Regions from separate parts of the Mus musculus genome. Here region 2 is linked to region 1. A link is a contact called in public Hi-C data. All regions are on one chromosome and are shown on one strand. The core of a region is the stretch at or near the end of the contact, and the rest is flanking DNA. Distances in the headings are between cores, read along the strand shown.

Evidence for each region. A called contact is a pair of places that touch in the nucleus more often than the background predicts.
Region 2: a Hi-C map of liver shows a contact between it and region 1, with 3 times the contacts expected there. The contact joins two enhancer-like sites. A contact is called at or near these places in 4 of 39 promoter capture datasets (3T3-L1-derived adipocytes, the HPC-7 cell line, liver and 1 more) and 2 of 484 Hi-C or Micro-C datasets (liver and nephron progenitors).

Annotation. Positions count from the first base shown.
Region 1 is chr11:16,698,270-16,704,378 of GRCm38.p6, forward strand. The region is part of intron 2 of Gm39583 (a long non-coding RNA gene); the gene reads right to left. Among named protein-coding and RNA genes, the nearest start is that of Gm25698, 31 kb to the right of the region's middle. Within about 2 kb of position 2,967, at least 7 of the 459 cell types and tissues checked have an H3K27ac peak or open chromatin away from gene starts, as enhancers often do. A contact at or near this core is called in liver, where this site is marked.
Region 2 is chr11:16,765,024-16,771,446 of GRCm38.p6, forward strand. All of the region lies in intron 1 of Egfr (epidermal growth factor receptor), which reads left to right. Among named protein-coding and RNA genes, the nearest start is that of Egfr, 16 kb to the left of the region's middle. Within about 2 kb of position 5,053, at least 91 of the 459 cell types and tissues checked have an H3K27ac peak or open chromatin away from gene starts, as enhancers often do. A contact at or near this core is called in liver, where this site is marked.

The DNA.
Region 1 (6,109 bases), core at 1,717-4,216:
TTGTTTAATTTCTGAAATCAGCACTGTTATGTAAACTTTAGGAGAAAAAAAAAAGGTCACTTTGAAGTCTTATGTCCTCTGTCAACAGTCAGTTGAGAAAAAGTATAAGATGGGTGTGGTCAAGGTCCAAGGATCCAAGCCTCCAGGGCCCTTGTAACACCTTTATGTGGAATTTATCCAGCTTTTACTCTCTATGGGGTCTTTTATTTTTTTATTTTAGTTATTGAATGTTTATGATGGCTGGGATTCTTATTGACTGAAAGGCTTACTTAACTATTGGATTTTTGTCCTTAAAACCTGGGTCATTCTTACTTCCATATCAGGTGATTAAAACATATTTTATAGACATAGTTCCTGTAAAGTCTGCAAGGTGCTACCCTTTCCTGAAAACAACTGTCCTGTCCTTATCACACATTGTCTTGAAGAAGACATTAAGAATCAAGAACATCCATAAATTTAAATTATCAGAATATTCGGAGCCCTTGATATTCCTTAGACAAAGATACTTCCATTTGCAATTGTGGATAAACAGTCTACTCAATTAGAGACACTGGCCATTACCCCAAGAATGGATGTCTGGAAGACCTACACATCTAGAAAGTTCATGTTCAATATTATATCCAGACTTATTATATACAAACATGAAAAAAGTATCATAAAGGACTCACTCTATATTCTGTGCTTCTCCACACCATATTCTATATTCATGATCTTCAACTATGAAATTTCATCCACTATAGAGGAGACATCAAAGGAAAGCTGCTCTAGAAATTCACAGAAAGACTTCTTGGGCACAAACTTCAGAAGCAAATCAGAAAAATACCCAGGAGTAAACCTTGGGTTCACATTGTTTTAGACGGTGAAGAAATCCAGAATCTATCACCAATAGAATGCAGAGCCTTCAAACTCAGAGCTGTCAGATCCTCAAGAGCAAACTATCTCTGCAAGCAGTTGGCTGACTGATACCTAAAGAGAATTGGTGATGGATGGTGGAGAGCTTCTGCCTATGATACTGAAGAGAGACCCATAACTAAATCTTAGATCTTTTGAAATCTTATGTAATCATTCTTATATTGAATTTTTATTCACCTTTGTCATCATCTGTCCACAATCACTTTTTTCCTTTTATTTCCCCACAATGCTGTGTTAGATCACAACAGCCTCACAAGGATGTCGGCTCTTTCCACTTCTATCCATAGAGGGATTTGAGTCTTATCTAGAGCAATACAAGAGAAAAAACAAAAGGCACAGAAATAAGAAAATAAGTAAGAGTATTCTTATGGCTTTTAAACAGCAAAGGAAACTGAAACAGGTTAATATGAAGCCCACAGAGTGAGAAAAAATATTTGCCAGCTGTCCATTTGGCATAGAATTAACGTCTAGAATACACACACACACACACACACACACACACACACACACAGGTACATACACACCAAAAAAAAAAAAAAAGAAAGAAAGAAAAGAAAAACTCAAAAACTAAATATTGAGACAATAACTTGATTTTAAAAACGGGCTACAAAATGCAAGTGGCTCTAGAATAAGTTGCAAAGAGACAGTGTGAATAGGTGTGATTACTATAGATGTATATGGATGTATGGAACTCATTAAGAATTAAAAATATTGCTTAAAAATAAATAGCCTACAGAACTAAACAGAATCTCAAAAGAAGAAATACAAATTGCTAATGAATATTTGAAATGGTGCTTAAAATGCTTAGGCATAGGGGAATACAGATTAAAACTATTTTACAATTCTATTTTGATCCAATCAGAATGGCTGCCATCAGACATACAAATGCTGGTGTGGATGTGGTGAAAGGAAAACTCTTATATCTGTCATATGCCCCAGCTAATAGCTCTACCAAATGCACTTTATGTCTCACTAGAGAGATTTGCACATCTTTGTTTCTTATGGCTCAATTCACAACAGTTAGGAAGTACAATCAACCGAGAAACTCAAAACATTAATAGGGAAGAGAAATTCGATATGTATACGTAATGGGACATTACTCAACTGTGAGGAAAAATGAAATGATGAAATATACAGGTAAATACACACCCAAATGGGTGACACAGAAAAGTTGCACTTGGTGAAGGAGTGAGGTACCTACGGCCCAGAAAGCCAAAGGTGGCATACTCTCTCTCTCATGTGTGGGGTCTTAGCTTCCAATCTTTTGTTTATTATTTACCTTATAGAACAAGTAGAAGTCAGGCAACAAGTAAAGGAGAGAAGGCATTTTAAGTGATGATGGATATAGATTATAACAAAAGTACAGAGGTAGGGTAGTGGGCCTGGAAACACTTATGCAAGGAGAGTAGAGGGAGTGGAATGAAAGTGAGAAGTTTGGGGGTGGACTACCCCAAAGAAAAGGATATGAACACACGCAAACCTACTATATCATGGAACAATTAAAATATGCATATGTGAAATTTAAATCCTAAAGTAACAACAAAAAACAGGCAAAGAAGCTTCCTGTAACAAAGCAGGGTCTGACTTACTGACTGTCTTAGTCAGGGTTTCTATTCCTGCATAAACATCGTGACCAAGAGGCAGTTGGAGAGGAAAGGTTTATTCAGCTTACACCTCCAAACTGCTGTTCATCACCAAAGGCAGTCAAGACTGAAACTCAAGCAGGTCAGGAAGCAGGAGCTGATGTAGAGGCCATGGAGGGATTTTTTTTTTATTCACTTGCTTCCCCTGGCTTGCTCAGCTTACTCTCTTATAGAACCCAAGACTGCCAGGCCAGGGATGGTACCAACCACAAGGAGCCCTCCCCCCTTGATCACTAACTGAGAAAATGTTTTACAGCTGGATCTCCTGGAGGCATTTTCTCAACTGAAGTTCCTTTCTTTATGATAACTCCAGCCTGTGTCAAGTTGACTCAAAACCAGCCAGTACAATGACCTTGATAGCCAGTAGATGACAGGCAAGCAAACACACAGAGGTGTGGAAGGAGTGTCAGCATCTCCAGACACCCAGAGAAGCAGCAGCTAACACTGCCTCCCTTTGAGATGGAGCAGAGGCTGCCCAGGGCTGATGTGGCATTTATGAGATTTTAAAAAACCTCAAACCACTCATTTGTAATTTTACAAGTCCTGGGTGGGTAAGAGCAAAGGATAGTAAAAGCTGTTTCAGGTCAGACTTTCCTAGGTAAAAACCACTGGGGTTCGTTTTGATAATTTTTTGACCTGGGTTTGTGAAAGGTGAGAAACTGTGAGTGAAGACTGGAATATGGAGGCCATGTTATTTATATTCACAAAGTAGAGTTTCAGTAAACAGAACCTTAAACAAAGGATTATTTAAAGATTCACATTTACCATTTCAACATCCATTTTCTTTGTACTTTAGTATGAGATATGAAAATAAAACCAAACACTGCACAGTGAGGCTGAGACAGCTCTTGTCACTGAAACATAAACTTGGAAAGCACTTACACATGCTCACTTCTCATAGTGGGAAAATTTCCCAATCCTAAAGGAAGCAGACAGTAATTCATCCACTCATTTTAATTCCTGAATATATAATTCTGATTTTCACCCTGAACTTGGGACCACACTGAAAAGTCTTCTATGGACAATCTTCCATTGAATCAATGTTTAATATTTGTACAGTTGAATGTGCATGTCATCATCTGTTTGCAAGGTGGAATTATGTAATAATGTAATTGGCTGTCATAAAATCATGGAGCTGGACATGCATCCGTCCAATGGCATATGAAACCCTTGCTCTCCTGGCATATGGTCACTCGGTATTGTCGTAAGCACCTCCAGTTACAGGAAACAAGTTTCACAATATAAACAGAAATAGGCTCATGGCATTGATCTTGTGTCTTAATAGGCAAACCCTGTTATGTTTTATATTGATCTACTGTTTGTGGTAGAAACAGCTCTTTGCGTTGGAAATTACTTTCATCATTTGCTACCTTCTTCAATAATGTTTCAGAGCAGAAAGAACATGTTGAGGATATCTGAGAAAAGATCCTGAATAATTATAAAACACTACTACCAAGGAACAGAGCAACAAATTGGAACAACCCTGGAGTTTTGCTGCTCCAAGCAGTTCCACCTTAGGAATGTTAAGGTCTTCTTTCTGTAGCATGATCATCAACATCTAACACCTTCTGTGGTTTAGTTCCAATGAGACTAGAAATTTAAAAGAATCCACCAGTCCCTGGGTATCTGTTGGTTAAATAGTGAATACTAAAAGACACCTATGAGTTAGGAGAAAAAAGAAGTGGCAACTGTATATCAATATGTGTATCTACAGCCTCCACTGTGACCTGTGCAAACTGCAAGCAACTCCAGCACTTGATAAAGGTCATACCTGTGACCACAGGCTCCTTACTTGTTCCTAGGTTCCTGTTTCCTCTTAAAACCTAGACTGGCCCTGTCATGTGACTGAAGACAGGAGACCTGCGATTCCATCTAAACTCAGTCTTCTGAATAAACTCAGAGTGCCCTTAGAAATACCTGAACTTTCAGACCTATAAATTCAGACCATGGCCATCCCCAGACAGCAATTTCGAACTAATTTCCACACATGAGTCAGCTAGTCCAGCCAGGATCACCTCACTAGCCTGCACACAAATCAGGAGCAATCATTTACAGCATGGATCTCCCAGGCTCACTTAGTAGATCTAAAATCATCTAAGCCAGGGAATACTAAGATTCAAAGACTCAAAATTCAAAAGCCCTCAGTGTGGGGTGATGAGCAACTAACACAAAAGGCTAAGCCAGGGAAGCAACTCCAGATATACAAGGACCATGGTGAAACAGAAGGAATATGAAAAACTGAGACAATATATCTCCTCAAGAAATTATCCATTCCAAAGTAACGGTCCCCAGTCAGAGCAACTGAGATGAGCCTACAAAGAATTCAAAGAACAATTCTAAGTAAGTTCAAAGATTTCAGAGAAAATATGAGTAGATTACATAGTGAATTTAAGAATGATAGGAATATGCTCGTCAGTGGATTCCAAGAGAACACAATAATTTTGAGTCAATTCAGGAAACATTAGAATTCAATAAAATAGTAGGAATGCTGAAGAGAAGTGAAACATTAATTAAACTTCGGATAGAAATTTCAGCTATGCAAATAGAGAAGCTCAGTAGAAAGCTTTACTAAGAGGCAGGTCATGAGGAAGACAAACATCAGCGCTTGAGGACAAGGTTGAGAGACTGAGTTATTCAATCAAACAAACAAACTCAAAAACTGAGTGAATACTATGTGTAAGGTCTTTGGGACATCACAAAGAGATTGAGTTTATGAACTGAATTACAGGCATAGAAGAAGGAAAATTTGTCTCAATACCCAAGAAATTATTTCCAATATAATCAGATAAAAAAAAGTTGCCAAGTTTAGAGAAAGAGATGTCCACCCAGGTAAAAGAGACATATATAACATTGAGTAGACTGGAAGAGGAAAGAAACTCCCTGTGTCCTATGAGTCAGAACAATAAACACACAGAACAAAGAAAGGCTACCAAAGGCTGCAAGACAACAGCAACAAATTATGTAGAAAAGCAGGCCACGAAAATAACATTTGATTTTTTAACAAAAACTCTAAAAGTCAGAGGGCTTGGGCAGAAATATTTACATATTTTAAGTTTTAAAAGAGCACACTCAGCAATGCAGACAACTCAACCCAGCAGAACAGCCTATCAAAATTAAAGGAGAAATAAAAGCTTTCTATGGTAAAATATAAGCAAACAGAATTCACGGCCACTAAAATAGCTCTCAGTGGATACTGGAAGGAGCACTGTAGCTCTAGAAGACAAATACACCCACGTATGATGGGAAGACCAACATTTTAAAATGTTGAAAGAATTAAAGGAAACCTAAGAAAACAATAAACACACAAAAAAATGGCAGGAATTGGAACAAACATTTCAAGAAGGTTAAAAATTAATGGCCTTAATTGTTCAACTAGAAAACACAGAAATAAATCTCACTATCAAAGACAGACACTACAGAGGATGGAATAGTGAGCAAAGATATTACTAGAAGCTAGAAACTGGAAGCAAGCAGGTCTTTCTGTTCTAATATCTGACAAAACAGGCCCAAACTGGAATTAGTCAAAAGAAATAAAGGAAGCCACTTCATACTAT
Region 2 (6,423 bases), core at 3,803-6,302, 69 kb after region 1:
GGCTGGAGATGTAATGGCACAGAGACCTCGTCTTTCACAATACTATATGGAAATTTTGTAAGGAAAAGTTTCTGGTCTGCAATATTTCAAAGCCATGGAGTCTTGACAAGAGGTGTGGAGAGGAATTAGGGCAGGCAGACAGAGAGATGGTGGTGGTGGGGGGCTGGTGAACTAAACAAACCCTGTAGTCTCTGTGTTGACTTACATGTGCTGAGTTTATGTTCTCTTCAAGTCACAAGGGAACCATCTACGCCTCCTGCACAAGGCACATGGGGACCTCGTGCCAGTCTACTCCTCCTGTGCTTCTTGATTGGTTTGTGTCCTTACTTCAGGTATAAGTGTGCTACACGAGGTTCATTGGAAAGCTGGGGATGTCGTGTGTCTTGATGTAGGTGCTGTATACACAGATATATGAATTTACTGAAACATTCCCGAAAACATTTCTAAAACACACTTTGATGTGGGTTCATTTTTATATGGACATTACACTGTAAACAAATTTTAAGACTGTCTATGATGCCCCTATAGACACAATCACCTGATGCACAAGACAGACACAGGGCAGACAGTGTGATGATTCAACATGGAAAGCTAGCTATTTTGCAAGCCTAGAAACCTGAGTTCAACAACTTGAACCGTGCAAAGGTAGAAGAGAACCAGCTATACAAAGTTGTCCTTAGACCTCCACACACATGTCATGACACACGTACCCTACACTATACATAAAAAAGAAAGGTTATTGGGCAAGTCAAATGTTGTCAGAAAGCCCATAATCTCATATAAAGTATTGGACATCAGAGACAAAGCAATGCCCCTGCTCTTTCTTTAAGGATAAAGATGTACAAGACCTCTTTAACTCCTTGCATTGTTACTGTAATTTACACTTAGCTCATTTCAAATTACACACAGCTAGAACACGAAGTAGCAGCAAAATAACAGCCTGTGTGTAAATTCCACCACCGGAAGCTTTGTATTTTCACAGACACACAGCAACTACAGAAACTCTGCAAAGCAAGTATCCTCTTGTAAGGACCCACAGCTCCACTCCTTGCCAGTTCCCATCCAACCTCAGCCCCCATATGCAGAGAAACCATATACAGATAGATATGTGGATATGAGCTTGAACATCAGCACTGTGAGGCAAGAAAGCACACAAGTCACAGAGTAAAGCCACAGCACACTGTCGATCCTGGGTAGCTTCCTGAGCCTCTGTGCCAGCCCAGCCTCCTAAGCCCTGATTCCCACACCCATTGCAGCGTGCAACCATACAGTATGTTGCTTTACTCGCAGGGATACTTTACAGTAATAAATTTTGGAAGAACCTTTTATGTACATTTCATTTTTCAGGATAGTTGACTGAACTAGTATGCATCAAATTCTTCCTGCATACTGCTATACTTTTAACTATGGATTGCATAAGAAGTATAATCTCTGTTCTTAAATACCCTAAAATCCAGACTTCATTCATTACATTCCATTTCTGAAAGTGAAACTTAAATCCATTGAGGTTTGAGAATGCCTCGGCACAGAGGATAGGGAGAGCTGTAAAAGGCCTGGCTGCATTTGCGTAATGTGTGCACAAATGTTGCCCATACCTCCGCTCTGTCTGCGCTCTACAGAGCAGCTCAGAGTTCTCACACAACACGGCCTGTGCCACACTTTGTCTTATTTGAATAATCATGAGAGCACAGCCTTATTTCCCTCTGTGATTGCTTGATAAAGGCAACACAGTAGGCAAGCTTCAAGTTTCTATGTTTGGATAGAACCAAATCAGTGCGAAAAATCTGTGTGCTCTGTTGACATCAACATTGTTTACTGTAAGCTTAATAGTTGCAAGGTCTACAATTTCAATTACAGTTGAGTGTCCTTTATCTGAATTGCTAAGAAGGAAAGCATTTTGATTTTGGAGCTTTTCAGAGGTGAGATTTTTTTTTTCTTTTTTTCTGAGACTTTACCAGTCGAACAAGTGGAAAACAAAAACAAAAACAAAACAAAAGTCCCAATTCTAAAATACCTTGAAATCTAAAACCTTAGGAACAGCATGTTAGAACTCAAAACTTTTTGGATCATTTTCAACTTGGGATGGATATTCAAGCATCTTATTGTTACTATAATTTACATTTACAGTAAAGCTGGTCTTTATTGTCAAAGCAGCTCATCTCAGATTTTTATCACAGCAGGGGAAAAGAGAAAATAGAGAGAAGAAAACCTGTGTGGTCTTTCCTGGGAGGTTGTGTCCACTTTGAGTGCTAATTTTAAGGTGGGGTAATTGTACATAGTGATGGGCCGATGACACATGGAGGCAACAGAGAGCCAGTATGACACCTTGTATTTCCCCGGCTCTCTGAACCCTCAACACTTCCTATATGGATACAGTTCATTGCTCAACACTACGAGCTCTTTCTCTGTGTAACTCTTAGAAGGTTTGATTCCAGAAGTCTGGAAAAAGGTTGGAGACTAGGGAGGTATAAGTTGATTTTGAAAGCAAGCGACTGTGGACAAAAATGTGGGAAGGAAAATCTAGAACCAAGCCCATTATCAGGGGGTACCCACAGGAAATCTTTAAATCATTGGCTGATTTGGGAGGAAAGAAAACGGTACCCTTCTTGTTTGTGTGTGTGTGTGTGTGTGTGTGTGTGTGTGTGTGTGTGTTTGTTTGTTTGTTTGTATGTACCCCTGGACATAAAGTGAGAGACTTTCCTTTTAAGACATACTCTCCATCCTTGTTGTCTTTCTATCTATCTGTCTGAGATCATGGGGCAAGGTGTGTAAAACCCTGAGCCAAAATAAGCCTTTCTCTTAGTAAGATGATCATCTTTGATATTCGTTATAGCAGTAAAAGCTGACGGACACATCCATAAACTATGATCGGAAATTGTTTCTAAGCTATTGGAGAAAAAGTATCAGTCGGGAGAGAAATGGGGTCTTCTTGGAGCATCCTCTGGGCCCTCATACTTCTCCTTGTTGAAAGAACTGAATAAGCTGTGCTCCTGCCCCTCGCACACTCTTGTCTTCACTCCTACATGATGGTGAAGTATAAATTCCGAGTTCCCTACACTCTCAGTACTGTGTACATTATACCCTCTTCAAGGAAGGAGCATTGCACATTGGCATGTTTTGTGCAGGGTTCTCTGGGTTTACTACAGGAAGCATAGAGGTCAGATAACTTCCTCCTCCCACTTCCAGGAAATGTAAAAAGTGGGTTATGCCTCTGTGTGCTAAACTGCTTACAGATTCTCAAAGAATGAGGGTACACATGTGCTATGCTTCTTCAAAGCAGTACTGAGCCTTCCACCCACAGCACCAGTTCAGAGATAATTAATAAGAAAAAGGTGGAGTTGCAAGGCATGCAACTGTGTAATTCCTCTGAAGTTTATTTTTTCCCCATGAAAAATAAATTTCAGCAAATATGAAGCAGGTGCATCAGATCTTTGCATGTTGCTTCTTTCTTTACTACCATTTTAAATCTGGTCTCAAATATTACAATGTACTCTACAGCCTCCCTTCTTACTTTGGATCAGTGGTTTACTGAAAAACAAAAATACTGTTTGTTTTTCAGCATCAACTTAAATTTTCTGGGGTGAAGTACTCTGTTTTAACGGCAGCATGTATTTTCACAGAAAAATCTCTTATCATGAAATAGGGTCTTGTGTACGGGGCTCGAGGAAGTTTTAACCTTTGTGTAGACTTTATATTGTTAAGGAAGTATGAGGTTTTATTGGAACATTTAGAATTTAGAATTCTACTCTAAATTTCAAAAATGTTTCTCGTGTGAACACATTTACATTACACATTTATCATGAACGGTAAGAGTCAGGAATGTGGTGTTCGCTCAGCAATGACAATGGCAGGTGCTATTTTCTTTCCATCTGGTTGGCGTATCTTTAATATCTCTTTCAACTGAAATGGTCCCTTTCTTTCACAGTTACCACATCCAATGTCTTACCGCCACATGAGGACTAAAAATGTAATGAAGGACTTGATTGGTGAATCAGGAATAGAACACTTTAGGAATATGGAGGCCTGGTTCAGTACTTACCAGCTAGGTACATTCTCTTTCCCATCCCCACCCTGGAAGATATTTAGTAATATCTGAAGAAAGTATTTGAAGTCACACTGAGCCCTGTAACTAGCATCTGTATCACAGAGGCCAAGGATGCTGATGAACATTCTTTAATGGGTTGGGGAAGCATCCCTGCCAGGAATGGCTGGAGCTTGAAATGTCAGTCTTGGGGATGTTTACCTACTCATTGCTAAGCCAGGCATACCCAACAGCTCATGCTTACCCACCTTCTGTAACTTAATGATCGAGTAGGACTTTGTGCTCCATGCCTGCTGCTCCGAAGCTCATCATTGCCTTGCTGGGTTCTGCATGGGTCCAGAAGTCCCCAGTCAGCCCATAGCTTGGCATTCCTGTTCAGCTGCACTCCGGCCAACATTCCACCTCCACCTGCACCGGCTTGTTCCACCTGAAAGCTTACCAAGTGAAAGCAGGAGCCATGTGAGGACACCTTAATTATACCCACCCAGAAACTTGCTTACAGAGAGCCAGTAGGGCTCCAATGTTAGAGATTAGCTCTTGCACTGCTGAAATGAAAAGAAAAAAAAACCCACAAATTAAGTGTAAAACATGTGCTTTTCTTCTTCCTGTTATTTGCCCCCTCCTTTCTGTCTATTCAAGGGCACTACTGGGTAACAAAATCTTCCAGAGTACCAATCTCTCAGAGCTGGAGGAGGGTAGGGTGGAGTGGGGAGGGGTAAACCAGCTGGATTGAGGCCAGCTTTTCCACACACACAGAGGGCAGCTGCTCTGTTCTGAAATTGGTAGCCGCCTGCCCAAGAGTGAAAGTAGATTTGGTGTTACACAAGTGAACAGTGCCTTGCCTCTGTCTGCTTCACAGCACTTTAAAACAATGTTGTTTATGTGCATGGCCTAGAAAAAGAAAGGAAAGTTTTCTACCAGGCAAACGTCACTCCAGACATGGGTGGGGGCAGGCTGACCCAACGGCTTTCTGGACAGTCACCCTGCCTTTGGCTGTGTGTGGAGAGGTTACCAGAGTCCTGGAAGACAGCTGCATACCTCTTAGGTGTTCTCTTAGTGTTTGAGCAGAACAGGTGACCAAAGGTCCTGGTTGAATCAGAAGCCACCTTGAACAAACAAATCTGACTCTGAGCATGACTTCAGCAACACTTGCCCCTGCACTCCACTGCTCACATGCATCATGAAGCACTACAATTTCCTGACATCAGGCTGTATATGCTGATAACAGTGGCTGGTGAGCAGTAGGTGCCCAGGAAATATTTGTGGGATGAGTGGGTAAGTTCATAAAAAGATGAGATTCTTATCCAGCTTTCTCATTTAATGGTGGTCCATGGAGGGTTTGGAACTGCTGAAGAGAAAAGGCTGGCCACTGATTTACTTGGCACCATAAGCTGTGCACCTCATACAGACGTGCTGACCATCTAGAAGGAGCATACAGACATACTCACCATCCAGAAGGAGCATACAGACATTCTTACCATCTAAAAGGAATATATATATTCTGACCATCTACAAGGACCATACAGACATACTCACATCTAGAAAGAGCATACAGACATTCTGACCATCTAGAAAGAACATGCAGATGAGCTGCACAGCTGGCATGGCATTCTGTGTAGTTCTGTAGCCAGCTTAAAAAACACTGTGTGTATTGTATGTCTGTGTACACGAATGTGTGTGTTGGAGAGTACATACTTAAATGCTTCTGGAAGATCAGGGTCTCACTGAACCCATAACTCAATGATTGATGTAAGTTCCAGGCATTTGCTTTTTCTTGCCTTCTTATCTCCAGAAAGAATTATAGCCCCTAAAATGTGTACCCTAGGCTGCCCTCAAACTCACAATCTTTCTGCGTCTGCCTCGTCAGCTTTTCCTATCAGCTCTCACTACCACAATCAGCTGTGGCCAGTTTCTTTAGAGCCCTTCCAGGATTGCTTATGTTTTAAGTATCACAAAAATTACATCATCCCCAGGCTGGAAAATGGCAACTATCAGTAAGTCACGGCGTTAGAGTTCCCAACAGAAATGCTAGTTTGAAAAATCAGGGGCTTGAGAAATAGCTCTGCCAGGAAAGTTCTTGCCACACAAGCATGAGGACCTGAGTTCATTCCAGAGCATTCATGTAAAAAGCCAAAAGTAGCTCCTGCTGGAATCCCACTGCTGAGATGGCAAAATTGGACAGGTCCCTGGGGCTCGCTGATCAGCACGCCTTGTCTATGTGGTGGTTTCCAAGGCTCAGAGAGAAACTATCTCAAAAAACAAGCTGGGCTTTTCTTGCAGAATAACATCCCAAACTGACCTCTGATCTCCACATGCACATATGTGTATGCACACTAACACATCCATGCTTACACATGTACATAGAGCATACATACAACAAA